Linked DNA regions of Dromaius novaehollandiae: region 1 is linked to region 2. Evidence: chromatin contacts called from public Hi-C data. All regions are on one chromosome and are shown on one strand. Each heading gives the region's core, a stretch centred on a gene start, on an enhancer-like site or on the middle of the called end of the contact. The rest is flanking DNA. Distances are from core to core; before and after follow the strand shown.

Region 1 (4,176 bases), core at 411-2,910, 140 kb after region 2:
GTGGCTGAAAGCCACTAGATAGCCACCATATATTTTTAAGAAGCAAGAGAAAAGGAGGCTCTGGGCTTTTCTCAGAAATAAGCAGGGATAATTTGAATCCCCCAGGTACAGAAGTCGTTGATGGAGCGGACCAGATTAGCTCATCTGTTAAAGAAGATTGAGCTGAAACTGTCTAGAGGTAGCTGCATAGCACAATTTATATAAAACTTGCTTAGCATGAGTAGCTAAATTTGTTGAAGCCTTAGGCCGCACTTAGATAAAATAATGAACTTTTACCTAGTTCAGTAAGAAAAGGGCCTGAGAGCTGGTTCAAGCTGGAATGATAAGGGAGTTGCAAGCAGTTTGCATTCCTGTGCTTCACACTCTGAAAGGGAGGATGTCAAGGCTTTGAAATAAGGCCTACTTGGGCGTCAGGACCCTGGGAAACAAAGCCTCCTCTCACGGCTGAAACAGTGTTGATTAGGGGGGGTCTGGACTATCTCAGGGTCTGGATTATATCCCCTTCGTCAGGACCTTGAGAGATAACACCTATTGTCACTGCTGGGGCAGTGCTAATTGCTGGAACAACACCTTTTTGTCAGGGCCTTGAGAGACAAGGGCGGGACCCCAGGAATCAAGACACATCTGTCAACAGAAACCGCAACAGTAAAGATACAACAGCCTACCTAGGGACAGTGATGAGACCCAGTAAGGAGCATGAGACCCCAGACCAAAATATTACTATTGGTCCAAACTACCGCGTGAGGGGTGGAGAGCTTAGATTGGAAGGTATGATTGCCCAGGGATTTCTTTGTTCGGGGTCCCTCTTCAGAGGCACCCAGCTCGAGCTGTAATTACTGCACGCGTGTCATTAAAATTTAATTATTTAATTTGCTTTGATTTGGCTCTGACTTTTCTGCGGGAACCTAGGGTCGGGCCCTGTTATGGTGGCCGACAAGCCTAATTTCCCTAGTATCATCCATTTCCTTAGGATTAATGTGGTGAACCCCATCTTAAAGCTTCAAGACTTCAGAAAACAATAGAAAAGCAAAAATCTATACTCCTTTAGAGCTTTAGTGACACCTACTGAAAAATACTGAAATTCACTGAAACATGATTCCAGCCCATTACTATTTTAAGGTATACATATATTTGCGTGCTTAGATATACACACATAATGTGTAGAACAGTTATTTTAAAAATAGTTATCTTTTAATTGTCAGTAACAATTCTTTCAATAGCTGTTTGTAAATTTTTTAATTGTCTATGTACAAATAGAAGAAATTCCTCCCTTTTTGTGGTTTACACTTTCTTTTGAAATGTAACAAAACAGTTTTACATAATCCTAAAATTCCAAGCATATTTTTTCATAGCAAGGAGTGAGTGTCTGTGTGTGTTTGTGAACGAGTGTGCACACAGACATGCTACATGGCATAAATATAGTTTATCTAGTAGGAGTGTAAGCACCACAAGAAATATGGGCCACGCCCCTAGCGGACATCCCGCGGCCGGCCGGCCCCGCCCCGCCCCGCCCCGCCCCGCCGCCTGCGAGCACGCGCCGGGCGGAGGCAGCAGGGGGCGGAGCCCTGGGCCCTAACACGCGCCATCCTGCCAGCTAGCCCCGCCCCTTCTCCCGCCCCTTCCGGTGCGCGGGGCCAGCAGTTGCGCACGCTCCTTGCCCTTTGGCCCTCCCGAAGCTTTTCGCCCTTGTGGCCTGCTGGCGGGCGGAACCATTCTCTACAAACTGGGGGGGGAGGGAAGAAAACACGGATGTGGAGGGTTAGGAAGATGTTCCTTCTGTGCACTCAGAGAGCCTCTTTTTCAATTTAAATTGCATCTAGCCTGCGAAAGCTCTTGTTGTAGTCATTGGGAACAAACAATCTGCCCGCTGCGGCAGCCTATCGACCTCCCTCCGTGGTCACTGGTTCCCTCCAGCATGGAGGCGGCAGCTCGGCCGTGGTGACGCCTCGGCGGTTCCGGGCCGACGTGAGGACGAGCGGAGGCCGCGAGCGGCCGTGTGGTAGCAGCCCTCACCCCCGCCGCCGGACCGCCCTCGCGTCATGGTGAGCTGCGGCCGTTGCCGGCGAGGGGCCGGGCCGGGGTCGCCGCCGAGGCCGCGCGCTTGTGCCGGTTGCTCGCCCGGCGGCGGCGCCGTTGCCCGCGCGGCCGCCCGTTGCCCCTGTACCGGGGAGACGGGCGGTCCCTGCCCGCGATGGGGGGGCGGAGGCGGGACCCTGGAGCCGGTTAACTGCCACCCACCCTTCCTTAGCGCACTTCCCCCCCTCCCCCCACCAATGGTTTTGGGTTGAAATCAGGCCGTTTCCTCAGTGGGCTTTGGAGGGGAGAAACACGCCTCACTTTCAGGGCTGGGCTGGGCGAGGTTGGGAGCCGCAGCCTGCCTCTCACAGGCGGCTTGTGCCGCCTGCCAAGGAATGGTTGAGGCTTGTACGAGGCTGGCACGTGCTCCTGGAGTGATTTCTGGGTTCGGTGTAAGCCAGTGTCAAGAGGCGGTGACCAGCTTTCCTGCTTGATGTCCTGCAGCGTTACTGTTTTATAAGCATGTCACTTGTATCACCAGTCAGCAGAAAGTTTGCTCGTAGGGGTGATGTGTTGTCTGCTTCCCAGAGCTTCTTACGTTTCATTTTATGATTATTCTAAGATTTTAAAGCACAGGGTATTTCTCTTTCCTTTTTTTCTTTTTTAACTAGAGATCCATTTTGATAGTTGATGTGCTCGGGACCTTAGCACTAAATAGCATGTAATGTCTTATACATTAAAAGAAAATAGGTTAGATCAGTACAATAGTTTACATGTTCCATATGTTTGCTATCAAAACATTTTAGTGGGTAAACAAAGTCATAAATTTTAATAAAAATGTTTCTTCCAGTCAGATGTGTTAACTTGTAACTTACATGGCTTTTACCTATGTAAGAAAAATTCAAACTTTTTGATCCAGAATGTGGATGTGTTTGTGTTGTTCAAGTTAAGTCTGCATAATAGTGCAGTTGATAATTGTAGGGTTTAATTAGGAATACTTGTGTGGGAACATCTGTCTAAACAATTTTCAAGGGGCTATGTTTGTTTAGATGAATTTCCATCTATCAGTTTCTTGTGTTTCTTCGATGAAGTTTGTTTCAGATATGCCCCAATATTTAGAAAGCAGTTGCTTTAAAAAGCCCTTTGAAGGATTGTATGCTAAGATGTGTATGCCATAATAAAGTATTTATTTCATATTGATGTGTTACCATTTTGCAGCTGAATACAGCTGCATATGCTACTGGAACACATTAAGTGACTGTTATGTGTGTGGGGAGAAGAGCTGAGTGAAATATAACTAGTCTCTTGCTTTGTCTCTAAGTATACGTTTTAAGACTTTGTGTTAATAGAGCATATTTTAGGCAAAAGATCCTTCTTAGATGTGTTTTATATTTCATTTTTTATTAATGATTAACATAACCAAATGTTTTTTGCAGCCTCACAAGAGGAAGAAACCCTTCATAGAGAAGAAGAAAGCTGTAACATTTCACTTAGTGCACAGAAGTCAGAGGGATCCACTTGCTGCTGATAATACTGCACCCCAGAGAGTGCTGCTGCCTGCACAGAAAGTAAATACTTGCTTTTAGTGCTGAGGTTCAGATAAGAAATGCTGCAGTAGAGAAGTGTGAATATGCAATCTTACAATTCAGAGACATGAGAGGAGATGGTTAAATGCCAGTGTTCAGATGCAACTTGTTAGTAATTTTTGTCTGCTGCCCTAAGGAGGTGAAACTTGAATATTATATTTCAGACCTGTCCATGTATTTGGTCTTCCTGCATATACTATACACACCTTTGAAATGGTGCAGATGCATTCTGACAGAGGAGCAGAAGTTCTGAAAGTGTTGTATTGCAAAGCTTTCAGAAAAATCAGTTGTGTGGAGAGCTAAAACTCTGTTGCTGAAAGATTGGTAGAGATAGAACATCATATGTCTGTTCTTTTTGCTGGCCAGTTAACGTACACTTCTGAACAAGCCTTTGTACTCAGTGAGCATGAAAATAGGTGGTGAAATAGGAGACAACAGAGAAATGGGAACAAAGATTATTAAAAGGAAGGTCACGGAGATTGTGGGAAGGTGTGGCAGAAGAAGGGGAAGTTGTAGGGGATTTGATAGTTGTTAATTACTGCCTAATGGATGGAAGTATGACTAATTGGCAATA
Region 2 (3,654 bases), core at 418-2,917:
AGAGAAATCTATTGTTTTTTAAAGAAGTGATATGGTTTTTAGGTCAGCCTTGTGGTTCTGGAGGCCTCATTCATGATGTTTGTGTACTTGTGGCTGGCAACGCTGCTATAGATTTCAAAGGGCTTTGGCTCAGGCTGAAATACATTATTTCAGCTTTCATCCCAGGAAGGCCTCTTCAAAACCCTTTAAAAAGATGAAATGACTTGTAGTTCAATATCACAGTCCTTTGGGAGAGAAAACTCCCTTTGGGAACAGATTTTCTTTTTTTCTTTTTTTTTTTTTAAAATTTCCAGCCTCTTAACAATGTCCTGATTTAAGCAGATGGGAGAAGTATTAACATGTTTTGTGGCTGCCCATGCTTAATAATGATCAAAATAAGTGAGCCATCCTAAGTACTTAGAGATTGTTTTCCAAAGGAAATTGAGCAAAGAGCAAATGGAAAGTGTCTGTGGCCATTCCATTGAAGATATAGCATTGTGTAGTGACTTCTGTTTTTTTTTTTTTTTTTTTTTTCCTCTGTAAAAGCCACACACAGATGCACTTGATGGTGTGAAGGACTCCAGCCAGCCTAGCTTTGAGCAAGTTGATCTTCTCCTGGGGTGAGAATTTTGCTAGGATCCCTTATGCTTAGTTAAGGACAGGAAGAGGATGGGATTTCACAGGGTCATTCCCACCTCTTCTTCTTATGAGTGGGAGTGAGGAGCATGCTGGCTCTTCTGTGACATGAGATTTATCTCCTGCCATTCAGCTCACCCTTTTTATTATGGTATCAAAGGAGTAATTAAGGTGAGGGGAGATCCAGTGGAAAAAAGTACTGGCTCAGATAGCAAAGGAACACAGAGGGGATTTAAAATGTGAAAGAGTCCCAACAGGGACAGAAGCAATTACTTCTTTCTGCTGCTTTTGTTAGTTCCTTGATAATCCCACCAGTATGTCCACAAACAGAGCAAATGGTCTTTTTTATGTAGAACAGTCATTTGATTCTGCTCTGCCTCTTCCACTTTATCCCCAGCAAACTCTTGCGTTTCATTCTGCTCCATCAGTTCCTTCTCGGGGAAAATCTTTATTCTCCAGTTCCTTTGCACTGGAGTGCCCAACAAGCATGCAAAAAGTGCGAAGAGATAACTACTCTCCATCCAGCATCAATAACCTCAGGAAGGCTCCAGCCACCTGCCCGTGGTGGCCAGCAGAGCTGGCATGCTGAACCTTGACCAGCTGTAGCTATGCCCTCCCGTAAAGGTGGCAGAAGAATTGTCCCTGAGTTGAGATTTTCCAGCGGGGCCATGGGAGAGCCTAAGAACACCGAGTCTACCACAGAAGACTCAGTAGGACTGTACTTCAGAGCTAAGACTATCTTTATGTTTACTGCAAAATCTGGACTTTAACTTGTTGCCACAGCTAAAAAAGCTCTCTGTTACGCCAGCAATGCACATTGTACCAGATGCTCCTAATTTTCTCCTCAATTTTATGACTCATTTGATGCACTTCCTATTATCTATGACCTATCTGTGAGATATTTTAACCTCTCTAGTTGCAAAGTTGACTGCTAGGAAATTATGGTAGGAAAAAAATCTGTATGACAGATTTTGTATTTCAACAAGACTGCTGCTGTGTGAGGTTGATACACTAGATGGGGTGGTTGTTATGCTGATCGGCAAGCGCATTCCCTGTCTGGGTGTCAGATTTCTGACTGGACCGCTACACCTTCCCATGAAAGCAAGGATTTAAAATACAGTCTTGTTTCTATGAAGATGCAAGCCCTTTTGTAGCAGAATTAATTGATTACTCTGAGCCGTTATTGTTTTAGATGAAGTCATGGTAGAGTCATTTTTAGATTTGGTGTCTTTAAACACAAACTCAGCTGTCTTTAAGATCATAAAACTGGGATGGGACAGGATGGCATCTTTTCAAAATTCCTAAAGGCCATTTGTTTTTTAATCCATAAAATGTATATTTAGAGCAACATAAAAAGTAATTACCAGCCACTGTTCTTCACTCAGCCGAGGTAATGCTGCAAGCTTTGCATTCTCAGTTGTACTGGTGAAACTTCATCTGCTTGTGGTATTGATTCTGTTGTACTTTGGTTGAGGCTGGAGGTTTTTGTATTGATCCTTCAAAGAAACTGCTGAAGAGCAGGTGAGGTGCATCTATTGTCTCTGTTGTCTGGGAACAAATAGAAGCTATTATTCTTTGCAGGAAGCTTGTTGCACACCTGGACATTGATTCATTATGAGAGAAGTCTACTTTAATTAGAACGAGGTTTTCCAGTATTTATACAAAGTGCTTTGTCCCTGATCCACAGCAGGATCATAAATACAGACTTTCAGGCTGAGTTGTTCATTTATTATGTAGTCTTCTGAAAAAGAAACCATTAAAGAATAATTGGACTAAAAAGTTTGTATATGCTGAACTCTAGTAGTCTTTATCTAAAGCAAAACTCAATAGGATCTGTAAACTGTAGGCAGAAATACGTCTAGACCTCCATTGGCATTGTGCATTAAAGTAAGTATTGCTTATCTTGATATTTTCCTGGCCTACTGGAATTTTAAATATGATACATTTGCAAGTGCAGCTTTAGAATCCCATTCCTGGTTTAAAGAGTCTGAAAACAGGAACTCTTTTTCCCAGTCTGAAAATTCTGGCATTGTTGTGACTTTCCCCACAAGCTTAAAACGCAGCTGTCACTCATCATTTTCAATTTAAAAACAGCTGAACAAGAGGAAATACTTTTGTTTTCCCCTTTTCTCACTTTATTCTTGGAGGAGGAAGGCCTGGGGGCATTTCATTTCTAAAAGGAGTTTTGCTTTTAAAATATATTTCATGATAATCACCCCACTAATGTTAAGTAGATCACAGAAAATAAGTAAGTATCAAAGACAACATCAATAATGTTCATGTATGTTAGCACATGTGCAACAGGAAACTTTTGCTGTATGAAATAATACAAGTATAGGCATTATATATATGAGTGAAAGAAAACAACAGCAGTTTTCCTACACCATAACCTCATGCTGTATTTTATTTTTTTTCCAAATGAAATGTATAAAGAACTCTTCTACCAAAATATTTCCCAAATATTTATTCAGTATTCCCTGAAATGATTATGAAATATGACTCAATGGAAAATGACTGAAATAGTTTATAGAATGTAATCCACATATATTAAAGTTGTAATCTATCAGATTATATAATGTAGTCTTTGCCATGCATCACCTGCAAACAAAATCAGAAGACATGTAAATCAGATCACTCATCATTATCTGTAAGCCCTGGCCACCTTCTTCGTAGATGTGCAGATGAAAAAAGGAAAAAAGAAGGGGGGGGAAGAAAGGAACCCTTACAAAATCTCTTATTAGCCAGATTCCGGTAGAGGAAAACTCCTGAGGACAAGCATCCATCATCCATACACATCAAGCAAACCCCAAGCTGCCATGGCAACATCTGCAAGACGGAGAAGCCCAGACCCACTCACTCCACAGCAACCACGAGAAATGTTTGGTGGCTTACAGCACAGAAGTTGACCAGTTGCTCCAGGATATTCAGGACTACCAGAGATTTTCCGAAAGTTTTGGGACAGCTTTGTTACTAGAGCAGTGTGGTGGAAGATATACATGTCACTTTATTCTGGTGGAGGAGGCATGGTGTAGCTCCATC

What was found. A called contact is a pair of places that touch in the nucleus more often than the background predicts.
Region 1: a contact with region 2 is called in a Hi-C map of brain, with 6 times the contacts expected there. The contact joins the promoter of LTV1 here to the enhancer-like site in region 2. A contact is called at or near these places in 3 of 4 Hi-C or Micro-C datasets (brain, liver and ovary).

Annotation. Positions count from the first base shown.
Region 1 is chr3:67,434,162-67,438,337 of bDroNov1.hap1, forward strand. It overlaps LTV1 (LTV1 ribosome biogenesis factor), which reads left to right and starts at 1,661. Exons shown (of 11, transcript XM_026121092.2): 1 at 1,661-2,042; 2 at 3,453-3,584. The coding sequence starts at 2,040.
Region 2 is chr3:67,291,849-67,295,502 of bDroNov1.hap1, forward strand. The region is part of intron 1 of PHACTR2 (phosphatase and actin regulator 2); the gene reads left to right. Among named protein-coding and RNA genes, the nearest start is that of PHACTR2, 14 kb to the left of the region's middle. Within about 2 kb of position 1,668, at least 2 of the 2 cell types and tissues checked have open chromatin away from gene starts, as enhancers often do.